Linked DNA regions of Mus musculus: regions 2 and 3 are each linked to region 1. Evidence: chromatin contacts called from public Hi-C and HiCAR-type data. All regions are on one chromosome and are shown on one strand. Each heading gives the region's core, a stretch centred on a gene start, on an enhancer-like site or on the middle of the called end of the contact. The rest is flanking DNA. Distances are from core to core; before and after follow the strand shown.

The links. A called contact is a pair of places that touch in the nucleus more often than the background predicts. HiCAR-type assays count read pairs that join an accessible place to other places.
Region 2: a HiCAR-type map of kidney shows a contact between it and region 1, with 3 times the contacts expected there. The contact joins the enhancer-like site here to the promoter of Pnpla3 in region 1. A contact is called at or near these places in 4 of 39 promoter capture datasets (hippocampal neurons, liver, neural stem cells and 1 more), 6 of 115 datasets of contacts at active chromatin or transcription factors (embryonic basal ganglia, embryonic forebrain, embryonic hindbrain and 3 more) and 4 of 9 other capture datasets (adipose tissue, embryonic stem cells, macrophages and 1 more).
Region 3: a contact with region 1 is called in a Hi-C map of the N1E-115 cell line, with 2.3 times the contacts expected there. The contact joins the enhancer-like site here to the promoter of Pnpla3 in region 1. A contact is called at or near these places in 3 of 39 promoter capture datasets (the 3T3-L1 cell line, hippocampal neurons and neural stem cells), 1 of 15 datasets of contacts at CTCF or cohesin (large pre-B cells), 2 of 484 Hi-C or Micro-C datasets (the N1E-115 cell line and bone marrow-derived macrophages), 8 of 115 datasets of contacts at active chromatin or transcription factors (embryonic basal ganglia, embryonic forebrain, embryonic hindbrain and 5 more) and 3 of 9 other capture datasets (adipose tissue, macrophages and pancreatic islet).

What each region holds. Positions count from the first base shown.
Region 1 is chr15:84,166,173-84,169,994 of GRCm38.p6, reverse strand. Pnpla3 (patatin-like phospholipase domain containing 3) reads right to left here and starts at 2,179. Exons shown (of 8, transcript NM_054088.3): 1 at 1,935-2,179. The coding sequence starts at 2,121. Mir6392 (microRNA 6392) reads right to left here and starts at 1,725; the gene lies at 1,618-1,725.
Region 2 is chr15:84,670,677-84,674,498 of GRCm38.p6, reverse strand. It overlaps a transcript of Prr5 not described here. Among named protein-coding and RNA genes, the nearest start is that of Prr5, 8.4 kb to the left of the region's middle. Within about 2 kb of position 2,043, at least 21 of the 459 cell types and tissues checked have an H3K27ac peak or open chromatin away from gene starts, as enhancers often do. A contact at or near this core is called in kidney, where this site is marked.
Region 3 is chr15:84,608,541-84,612,362 of GRCm38.p6, reverse strand. No RefSeq gene overlaps it. Among named protein-coding and RNA genes, the nearest start is that of Gm34201, 17 kb to the left of the region's middle. Within about 2 kb of position 2,027, at least 41 of the 459 cell types and tissues checked have an H3K27ac peak or open chromatin away from gene starts, as enhancers often do. A contact at or near this core is called in the N1E-115 cell line, extraembryonic endoderm stem cells and hippocampal neurons, where this site is marked.

The sequences.
Region 1 (3,822 bases), core at 930-3,429:
GTAAGCGGCTAGGCTCCGTGTAAACCTCTAAGCCAAGACTTCCCAGATCGCACAGTAGGTACACAGTAGTATTCACAGTCCATCTGCCCTCACTCTCCAGACCAGCCCTCTTTGACTAATCCACTCTGCCCTAGCACTTATGACAACATGAATCCTGGTTCCATGAGGCCAGGCATATCCCAGCCTTTTCTGATCCAACTCTAACTCTCACTCCCAGCAAACCCTACCCCAAGCCAGCCTGCTGAGCCTGGCTTGAGGGTGAACTCACACACTGGTAGCCAATTGCACCTACCTCCTCTGTCAAGTCCAGCCAAATGCTCAGATGCCCCAAACACCTGTGCCCGTTCCAAGCCCTGGGCAATGCACCTTAGCAGCTCCCACCAGAGATAATCTGTAATTTTGTGCCCTCTCTGTGACCTGACAGGATAGCCCCAGGCTGTCCCTGTCTTCTGAGCAGTTACAAACACCCCACTTTATCATTGGTTCTCAATCTTCCCAGTGCTGGAACTCTTTAATACAGTCCCTCATGTTGTGGTTGCCCCCCCAAATATACAATTATTTTCGATGATACTTCATAATGTAATTTTGCTGTTATGAATCATAAGTATCTGTTTCCCAATGGTCTTTGATGACTCCTGTGAAAGGGTCATTAGACCCCCAGAGAGGCTGTGACCCACAGGTTGAGAGAACCATTGCTCTATATGAAAGTGGGTGTACTTAAGATTCCTGGAGTCAATGCATTTAAACCATGTCCCAATAATCATCCATCGCTATTGGGCTCAGAGCCCTCCATTTAAGAACTAACTGCCTTTAGTGCCGAAGCCCAGGGTGTGCAATGGCCACTGGACTAATCTAGTCTTTCCAGAGGCCACTCTCACTGCCCTTTACTCCTGGCTCCCTCCTCACTGGGAAACCCAGACAAGCAGGCACACAGCCAGATTTGCTTGTCTTCTAATCCCTGATTCTCATCGGCTCAGGGTCTGCTCACCGATCCCATCCAATGGCAGAGCTCCGCTCATCAGCAGGGGCTTTCCCCTGCCTGCCAAAGTCTCTCCCTGCTGGCTGTGGCCAGCAGAGAGCAAAGAGTAAAGTGTTAAAGAGGCCCCAGATCAAAGAGGGTTGATGTGGGACATTGTCATGCAGCCTGGGGACCTTTGGGTGTCAGCAGTCCGCCCCCCCCCCCGTGGGCACTTAGCCAAGCCCTGCCCACAACCCCAAAAGCATCCGGCTATGACACTGGGAAGAGAAGGCATCACATCCTAGTAGTTTAGTGGGGGAGAGGAGAGTACTCGCCTCCTCTCGCTCATGGGTGCATGGGCAAATGTTTAATTAGGCCAAGATTCAAATGCCCTGAATGTCAGTGACATCGATCTGGGAAGGGCCGCTTATCTAGGCTAGTGAAGACAGGAGAGAGTGGAACTGGATCTGTCTGGGAACCCATTCCAGCTTCTAGGGAGTGTTCCAAATATTTCTCTAATCCACGTACCCCGCCCCCACCAGCCACCTCTAAAGGCAACCGGAGCATTGGACTGCCACTAAGGGTGTTCTAGTCTGGGTGCCTTCTGCCCTTCCTGGCGGCACCAGCCATGGGACACTAGCCAGAGCCACACAGGACAAACCTTCTGCGGCTCAGGGACCAGAGGACCCGGCAAACCTGCGTCGTTCCCTGCTGCTCAGGGATGACCCAGCTGACAGGACCAGGGCGCCAGAGCGGGTCAGGAAGAAGATGCTCGGAGCGCGTCTGCTCCAGCCGGCCCCGGGAAATCCCACGCCAGGTGACAGGCCCAGGGTCTCCAGCTGAGTGCTCAACGGCACCGGGAAGGATGAGAGCTCTCCGGACAGGTTTCTTCGGGCACCCCGGAAAGTGTTACCGATTCCCCAGGTGTAGCAACCCCTCCCCGCACGCGGGGCCTGGGTAGTGGCCGTGGACGCACCGAGAGGGAGACTGCACACGAAGGTGACCGCGTGCAGTGCACCGGCCGAGCAGCCAAAGAAAGTGCGCGCATCGCGGAGGAGGTGCGGGGCGCGCTCGCTCAGACATAGCGTAGCCCCGACGTGGTAGAAGCCCAGGAAGCCGCAGCCTGCAAACGACAGGCTCCAGCGGCGCTCTGGGTCATACATGGTGCTTGAAGCTCCGGGCGGCGCTGCAGTTCAGCTCTGCTCCCGGTGTTGCTGCTCTGAGCTTAAAGAGCCGCAGCCGCCTAAGCTGTCTTCGGGTGACGTCAGCTGAGGCCCCGCCCCACTAGGACCATGCAAATAAGCCAGTGGGAGGCCCAATGGGCGTACTGGACTCATGCCCCGCCCCATGTCCCTCCCGCGTGGGCTTTCCCAAATCCTAGGCTTGGATGCTTGCTGGGCAGAATGGCTCTTTGAATACCCTTTTCTTTCAGGTTCTGGATGGCACGCCGGTGGCACTCTCTCCTTTTCTTTATTACACGAGAGATGCTACCATCCACATGCTGTCTTTCCTTTATTTTCATGTAGGGTGTCTGTTTTTGCAGTTATTTATTTTGCTTTCTGTTCGTTTTTAATTCATGGAGAGAGGTTTTCTTCCTCCCTTCCTTCCTCCCTCCCTCCTTCCCTCCCTCCCTCCCTTCCTTCCTTCCTTCCTTCCTTCCTTCCTTCCTTCCTTCCTCTTAAAAAGATACTTAGGCTCCCCGCCCCCATGTTTATGAGTATTTTGTCTGCATGTATGTCTATGCACCATGGGTGTGCAGTGACCAAGGAGGCCATAAGAGGACGTTAAACCTCCTAGAACTGGAGTTGCAGAGGATTGTGAGCCATCGCGTGGATTCTTGGACTCCACTCTGGTGCTCTGTAAGAGTAGTTGTGGCCTCTACCGCTGAACCATCCTTTCAGCGCCTTGTTTAATTTTACAGTACTAAGAACTGAACCTCGGCCCTCCTGCATGCTAGGCAAAGGCTCTACCACTGAGCTGCCCTGGGTTCCTTTTTCTTTTAACCAGCTGCCTCCTTCAGTGACTCAGCCTGGACTTCAGCCTCTGGCCCCTTTGCCACAGCCTCCTAAGTAACTAAGACTACAGGAAGACAACACCAGGCAGGGAGGACCTGAAGTTTCCATGTACAAGTGTCACTTATAAATAAAATATGTGATTGGCCGGTGCCAATGAAGGCAGGAGTAAGGAAAGCTGGGAGCTAGATGGTTTGTGGTCCTGTCTGTGCCTCTTCTGACTACAAAGTATCTTTGACCAAGTATAGCAATACAATTTGTACACTACTCTTTTTTTTCTTTTTTTTTTTTTTTAGATTTATTTATTTATTTATTATATATAAGTACATTGTAGCTGTCTTTCAGACGCACCAGAAGAGGGCATCAGATCTCATTACGGGTGGTTGTGAGCCACCATGTGGTTGCTGGGATTTGAACTTCGGACCTTCGGAAGAGCAGTCGGTGCTCTTACCCACTGAGCCATCTCACCAGCCCCTGTACACTACTCTTTAATAGAATATTTTAGTTAAAATTTATTTTTAATATTCTTATGTGTATGGGTGTTTTGGCTGCATGCATAGCTGTGTACCACATTCAGGTTTAGTACCCATGAAATCTAGGAGAGAGTATTGGACTCTTGAGCATCTTCTTCCCAGCCCACTCCGGCACTCTGGTTTGGAATGCCCCCCCCCCACACACACACACACTTGGGTCCTACCAGCTGGGGCATCCCTGGAATTGGAGTCACAGACAGTTGTTAATCACTCTATGGGTGCTGGGAACCTAACCCAGGTCCTATGGAGAAGCAACATATGAACCACTGAACCATCTCTCCAGGCCTCTAGTAGAATGGTTTGCTATTGTTTCAGGCAG
Region 2 (3,822 bases), core at 794-3,293, 500 kb before region 1:
TTTGGTTTTGGTTTGGTTCTGAGCATAGCCATTAATGTCCTTGCAACCGGCTCCTGAAAGCTAACTTTTGATGAAAAGTGCGCTGCCACCGCCGCACAGGCTCTCTCTGGTCCAACCAGGCCATTAAAGGCAAACTGAAAGCACAATGTGCCTCAATTCATCTTGCCTGTCTCCTTCAGTGCGGGTCACTTGCTTACTTCTGTGGGTAGACACGTCAGTCACTCAAGAGTTGTCTGTCTAAAAACTTTATCTGTTCCCCCAGCATCTTGCTTCAAGGCTAAAGGCACAAACAACAACTGAGGCAGATGGAGCCAACTTTTACAATGTCCTGTTCCCGACCCTGCAATGGCGAACTGCAGAGATTCAAAGGACAGGACACCCCGCCCCCCTACTAGGAAGGCCTCTTCTAGAGTGGACAGGCTACATGCTGGACTGGGAGTGTCTTACGGGAAGCAGATCAGTCCCCACATAGCAGGAATAATTGGGACCACCCTGCCAAACAGAACCTAGATGGGGGGGTCACCCAGGTTACACCTTCACCAGGATTGCTTAATTAGGTGTTTACATTGTTTTGCAGGGGAGCTAGAGATGGCTCAGTAGTTAAGAGCTCTTAATGCTCCTGTAGAAGGTAGTTCAGTCCCCAGCACCCACTTGGTGGGGGTGGGGTGGGGTGGGGTGGGTTGGGGGAGATGTGACTCACAACTGCCTGTAGTTCTAGGGGATGTAACCTTCTTTTGACCTCTGTGAGCTCCTCCAAACACACGCTCTTACACACATGAATAAAAGTAAGATACATCTTTAAAAAGGAAACATGGTCTCACAGTGAAGCCCAGGCTAGACTGGAACTCACTATGTAGCCCTGGCTAGGAGGCTTCAAACTTAATCCTTCTCCTGCCTCAAGTGGTATCAGGTGGGCCACAAGGCCTGGCATTTCTAACCCTGTGATTTCACTCCCAGTGTGGGAAAGCTGAGCTGGGGGTCTTTTTCCAGATCCTTCTACTCTTGTCTAGACTAGGCTTTCCCTTCTCCCCAGACCAGCTGGGCCTCCCTCGGAACCCCAGGAGAAAAGAACCCAGCCTGGGGTCAATGTGGGTGAGCCTTGTCCTTAGCTGAACATAACACTTTCTAATTTAAACATTTTTTATTACCTTGATTTTCTCTCTCTCTCTCTCTCTCTCTCTCTCTCTCTCTCTCTCTCTCTCTCTCTCTCTCTCTCTCTCTCTCGTGTCTGTGTGTGTGTGTGTGTGTGTGTGTGTACTCCTGTACCTTGCCACACATGTAGAAGTCAGAGGCCAGCTTATGGGTGTCCGTTCTCTCTTTCTACCATGTGGATTCCAGGAATCGAACCCAGGACATCACCTTTTCCCACAGAATCTCTTTCTTGGCCCTACCCCTTTACTGTTTATGGAATGGGGCATCACGGTTTTGAGAACTGCACAGGAATACATTGCAATCTGGTTTTTGACACCATCATTGCAGCTACCCTGCCCATTTCGGTCACTTCTGGCTCCAACTTGCCCAAATGTCAGGCTTCCTTCTGGCAGAAGCCCTCTGACTCCTTGACCTAATTCCACCCTCTTCATTCCTCCTCCCCCTTGGCTTGGTTAAGATCTTGGGCTGGCTGCCCTGGGGCTGGGATTCCTGGGTGCTGAGATGGGTTATAAATGGCCAGGGTCCACTCTGCTCCCTGTAGGGCAGGGCTACCTCATGCCAAGCCCCTTCTCCACTGGTCTCCACCGTCACATGACTCTTCTTTGTCCTCTTGGTCACTGGTCACATGGCCTTCTCTCCCCTCCTCTGCCCTCCCCTCCACGGGATGTGCTTTGCTCCTTGTCCCCAGACATCTTGGCCAGCACCACCTTTCCTGCTCATCTGAGAAAGCATTTCAGGAAATGCTTCTATGTTCAGCCCTACAGGGTTCCCCTCTGAGGATGGGGCCCTGCGGTGCTCCCTCTGAGGGTGCAGCTCCCACAGTGCTCCCTCTGAGGGTGCAGCTCCATGGTGCTCACTCAAAGGGTGGAGCCCACATGGTATTCACTCTGACAGCGGAGAACTATAGAGTTCACTCTGAGGGTAAAGTCCCACGGAGCTCACTCTCTGGGGGAGGGGTGTCTCCAGGGTGCTCACCCTGAGGTTGGCGCCCCAGGGTGCTCAGTGCCATGCAGTCCTTATTTACCCCCTCCCCTTGGTGTACATCTCCATGAGGCACACTTACTAGGGTATACCTGCCACTACTGCCCAGATGCTGTGGAAACCCAGAAGTGCCACTCCCCCACAAGAGGAGCCAGGCTCCAGCTTAGAAGGGCAGTGGAACTCAGTGGGTCTCCTATTCTGCACATGCTGGCCCTCCAAAGGTCAAGGCTGGGTAATTCCTAGGCCCAGAGATGCCAAGTGAAGAAAAGCACCAGACGGGGCTGCTCAGTAGCCACAGCGAGGTGGTCTCCATCTTGCTGCCTCAAAGCTTTTCCTGACCCACTTATCAGAATCTAAGTGTTTGTGTGTGTGGGGGGGGGGGGGGGGTGGGGGAGGCAGGCAGTTACACACCTTGCACTAGGCTGCCACCTTCTGGCCAACTGCCTGCTATAGCCATTACACTTGACGGCACAGCTCAGTGATCTCCCAAGCGGCCCAGTGTTCCTAGAGTTTGCTCCATAGGCTCTATGGCTGAAGCAGGCTAGCTAAATCAGGCCCTACCTCCCCAGAGCGACAAAGACTGCTAGAGCATCCCATACCTGCTGTGTGTGTGTTCTGCAAAGCACAGGACTCCCGGGAGCATGCCTACAGGGGAGCTGGCTCTCAGCTATGCAACTCTCAAATACTAGACACCCAGAAGTGACAGGCACAAGTCCCTTATGTGAATGCTGGGAGGAGTGCCCAGTTCTGCGGATGTTGCTCTAGGAATTCACCAGCAGGGACACTTTGGCAAGCCACTAGGCTCTGTCAGACTATCAACAAACCTCCCTTATCAGATTGCCTGGTGGTTAGCTTCCTCCTTCAGACTGTCCGCCCAGCTTCTCTGGTCAAGCTGTGTCTGGTGAACCTAACCTAACAGACTGGCTTGCCAGCCTCTGCCATCAGACTGTGGTCCGCCAGAGTCTCATCAGGCCGTGTCCCTGAATGATCTTGTGGCCACTGAATTCGAGGTTTTTGTCACGGGACTGCCAATATATACAAAGTCACTGAAGGAACCTTAGAATGATCTTCAAAAGCAGAAGAAAAAAGAGAAAGAAACCTCTAGAGAAAGCGTTAGCCCCACGAGGGCATTCCCGTGTCATCCTTTTCCATGCCCGGCTGTGCATATGTGTCAGCCACTATTAGCAGTGGCTATTAGCCCCAGTCTTTCTGTTCCCTGCCTGCTTCTTAGAGTGGACAACACTGGGCCTGTCCCTAGAACTTGAGACAAGGTGTCTCCTGCCCTGGACCCCACGTGTCTCCCAGGCCCAGATGCCTTTATTCTCCTCCCACTGCTCATCTTCCACCACCTTTGAAAGCCAGGCAAACAGAGGCTATTTGCTGAGCTCTGCACAGACAGACAGAGAGACAGACAAGGGTTCATTGTGTTCCTCGGTGCCTTCACTGGACACCTGACACCCACATTCCCTGTCTTCACCTAACAGACACTCTAGGGCATCTCTAGGCCCAGGAACTTTCACAGAGTCCTGAGAAGACACGGAAGTGCTGTCGCAAGCATTTTTTAGGGTCAGGAGAGGGACACCATGGCTGACATGGGAAGACACTGGGACACATGACTGGGAGTGTGTGGGTCTGCGTGTGTGTGTGTGTGTGTGACAAGATGAGGTTGTATGTAAGCAGTGTGGCCTT
Region 3 (3,822 bases), core at 778-3,277, 440 kb before region 1:
ATGGGACAGACTCGGGACTGTTAGCTGGTGACAAGCGGCTGCCTTCTGAAGCAGACCCAAAAGTAGCTCCAAGGGGCTCAGGACATAAATAAAGGGAGGATCCAGGATAGCTCAGGTATGAGCCAAGAACTGGAGTCCCACTTTCTGAGATGGGGCAGGAGTGGGGCTCTGGTGGCCCCACTTGATGACTCTGATGCAGTTGCCAAGGATTCAGTGTCCCCACAGTTTACCTGTTGCAACTTTATTCCATGGAGGAACAATACTGTGAGGTGGGGCTGAGTCTCTGCCTTGAGTCTTGGATTAAAGCCCTTAGTGTGTGATGACTTCACCTCTCAAGTTCTGGGTCTGACAGAAGAGCTCTTGCCCTTCTGCCTTCTGCCATGGATGAAGCCGCTCCAAAGCCTCCACCGTCACCTGGGACTTCCTGGTCTCCAGAATTGAGAGCCCAATAAGCAATTGCTCATTATCACGTGACTCAGATGTCCCGTTTTAAGTATAGGTGAGCCATGCAGGGCTGGAGCCGGTCTGGGATGGAAAGGGAAGTTTCACCTGGGGCTGCCTCGTCATCTACCTCAGAAAGGGTTTTCCTGGATCATTTGCTGTCAAAGTGCCACCAAATTGGGGGGCTATGATTGCATAGGCTGGAGGTTGAAAACAGACTTTCTCAGTCTAGGGACCAGAAGTCTGAGACCAGGGTATACATCGGAATGTGATTCCTATGTATCTAGAATACACAGGAGGGTTCCTTCCTGCCCCTTCTGGCTCTAGGTTTTTCTGGAAACAGGGACATTTCCCTGGCCTCCTAGTTTCACCCCTCCCACTTCTGCTTTGCACCCCCCTAGACTCTCCTCTCTAGGTTTTTTTTTACATCCAAATTCCCTCTGGTAAGAACATAGTGATGGACCTGTGCCCACCCATCCAGTATGGTCTCCTGAGTCTCTGCTCACATCTCTCCTCTCTTGTCTCTCCCGCACTGGCCTTTTGTTTTCCTGGAACATTCCAAATTTACCATTCATGGTCTCCAAAGTACCAGACAAGCAGTCTTCACAGTGACACGGGTGGTGGGAGTCCTCACATGGGTGATCCGAGCTCCAGGCGGGCAGAACCGAAGTCTGGCATTGAGTGCCTTGTCTTGCTGTTGCTTCATTCTTGTGAGGCAGGTTAAGGATAAAGGAGTCGATGTGTGAGACAGTGATGGCCCCTCATGGGGTCGTGGCCCTGACTACTTGGCCTCATCTGAGAGGCCTGCACTGGTGTCCCCAGAGTCTGGAGTCACTGCTTCCAGGACAGCAGGACTTTGCAGAAGTGGGAGGCTGTGTCAAAGGAACACCGGCCTCTTGTTCGGTATTGCACAGATGATGAAGGGCAGAGTCCTGCAGGAGTTCCAGACCGCACAGCGCATCTGCCTGAGAGGTCTACTGTTAGAGGGTGGAGGAGAAGGGGCCCAGGGACGACTCAGAAGCCAGCTGCGGGGTTTCACGCACCCTGTCAAGCATTTATGCCGGACACAAATTGCCTTTCTTCTTTGTAGGCTTATTTCAGGCTTGACAGACCCATGAATATTTGATCAGGGAAATAATTTTCTCGGGCACTCGAGGTTGGAGGGACCCCAGAAAAGCAGGTGTCCCCTAAGGGACAGGAAGAAGCTATTGAGTGCTGAGAAGAGTAGGCTTGGGACTGGCCAGCTGTAAAACGTTGCTGGCTCTTCCTGGCTGGTGAGGGCAGTGGAAAGGGGCTTCTCTCTAGTCAGATGCAGGTGTATAGACTGGAAGCGGGTGTCCAGGTACAGGCAAGGACAGGATACTAGAGGGTCCAGCCTGCAGTTGGTGGGGTGGGCATATGCTCTCCTAGAGTGTCGTCATTATAAGGATTCAACCCCCACAGACATCTTCTGTGTCAATGAGCTCTGCTCCGAGAATACACTTGATCTACAAGTCACCTCAGATAGCATCCAAGGCTCTCCTGCTGATGTCAGCGCTCCCGCATCTGTGGGGAGATGGCGCTGATCAAGCTTTGCGCCTGCACGTGGGTGGCACTTGGAGCAGGGGTGTGGTGTATACACACAGAGCTCGTGTACTCAGCTGGCTCTGAGCTGGGGCTGGGAGCTCTTAGCTGCTTCTTCCTCTTTCTGGCTAGAGACAGGAGCTGCTTTGATCCCCACTAAGTGCGCTGTCTCTGGTGGGCGGGGCATGGAGCCTGTCTTCCAGATTAGAGACTTAAGAGCCAAGTTCTCCTCTGCAGGTGTTGGGGGGCGATTAAAGGAGTCAAAGCTAGTCCCTGCTGGCATGTTTTCATCTTCCTACTAGGGTTGCCAGCTCTGGCTTTAGCCACGTGACCTTCCCCAATCCACCTTGAATCTTGCATTGTCGAAGGGACATTACAGAGGCGAAGATAAGATTAGGACCCTGCAAGTAGGTAATTGTTCTGGAGTATCTAGATGGCCTGACGTGGCCACAGGGTCTTACAAGCAGTGATACTGAAGCAGAAGAAATTGCTCAGACAACGTGGTCTGGACTGGAAAGTTTTAAAACAGTCGGCATTATGGGAAAATAACAGATGTGGTCAAGTAAGTCTGGCTACTGTCATGGATGTCGTCACTCTAGTGTCCACAGGTGATGTGTGGCTCACCCCTGGATGGAGACTTAAGATGCCAATGAGACACAGGATGCATGAAGCTGGGCGTGGAACTACAAGTGAGGGAGAGCCTGTGCAGCAAGGACCGCTCTATGCAAATGAGCCCCCAAACCTTCCCTCTATCATCCAAGCCTTTTGTACTCTGCTGGTTGGGCTCACCCCTTGGTAGTGGATCTTTTGAAAAATCAGAGGCCATGGCTTCTGCTGTATCTGTGTGTCTCTGCTCAGTTCTTTCACGGGTGGGGGATGGGGTGGATAAGAACCTAGAACCCTTTACCCTCAAGGGCAGGGACAGGGCAAGATTGTTTCCCTAGTCCCCAGATTCCACCAGAGCACACCCCGTTTTATGGCTTGCTGACTATTGTTTAATCTGGGGCACAGTTCACTGGGAACTCCGGGGTGGGCTGGGTGGGTGCTGGTGGTGGTAAGCGATAGAGAAGATAAGAAAGTAACCGCATTGTGTCAGGCCTGTCCCCACCCACTCCAGAGAACACCGGGAGATTATCAGCAATTGTCTCTGAGGCCACCAGGAGAGGCCTCTCTGGGTCCTTTCTGTTCCCCATCACCTTCAGTGGTCACAGTCCACTGCTCAGCTCCTGCCCTGTTCCAGCAAAGTTTCTCAAAAAGGAAGCCACACCCCTTATATGCTGATTGACAGATGGGAACTTCAAACAACTGTAGAACAGTTAGAATGTTTCCGATCCAGAGGCTAATTACAAATTATCTTGGGTTATCTTTAACTCCCTTTAATGATAGACTTATAGGTCTACCTCTGGATGGGGCCTAACAGTCTTGTAATTATTAGGCAAATTATTTGGAATGTATGAAGAGATCCCCCCAAGCTTTCACCAATCCAAACGCTAAGAGCATCTAAGACTCAGAACAGAGATGTCGCCAGTCACCTGGAGCTCCCCTACCTGATATTTCCACCAACTCACTTGAAAGCGTGTTGGCTTACGCCTTTCTTTGTTCTGTTCATAAAAACTTCACGCACCTGCCGCACCACTAACGCAAATGTGTCCCCGGGGGCCGTTAGTCACTCTTACCTGACTCCAGAATGAAAACTCCTTTATCTCCGTCGAGGCTTGAGTTTTTGCATTCACATGTACGGTCCCGCTCACAGCTACCTGCTGCCAGGTGAGCCTGTGACGTGGGTGGGAATGGGGGGGGGGCTTCCTTGGCACCTGT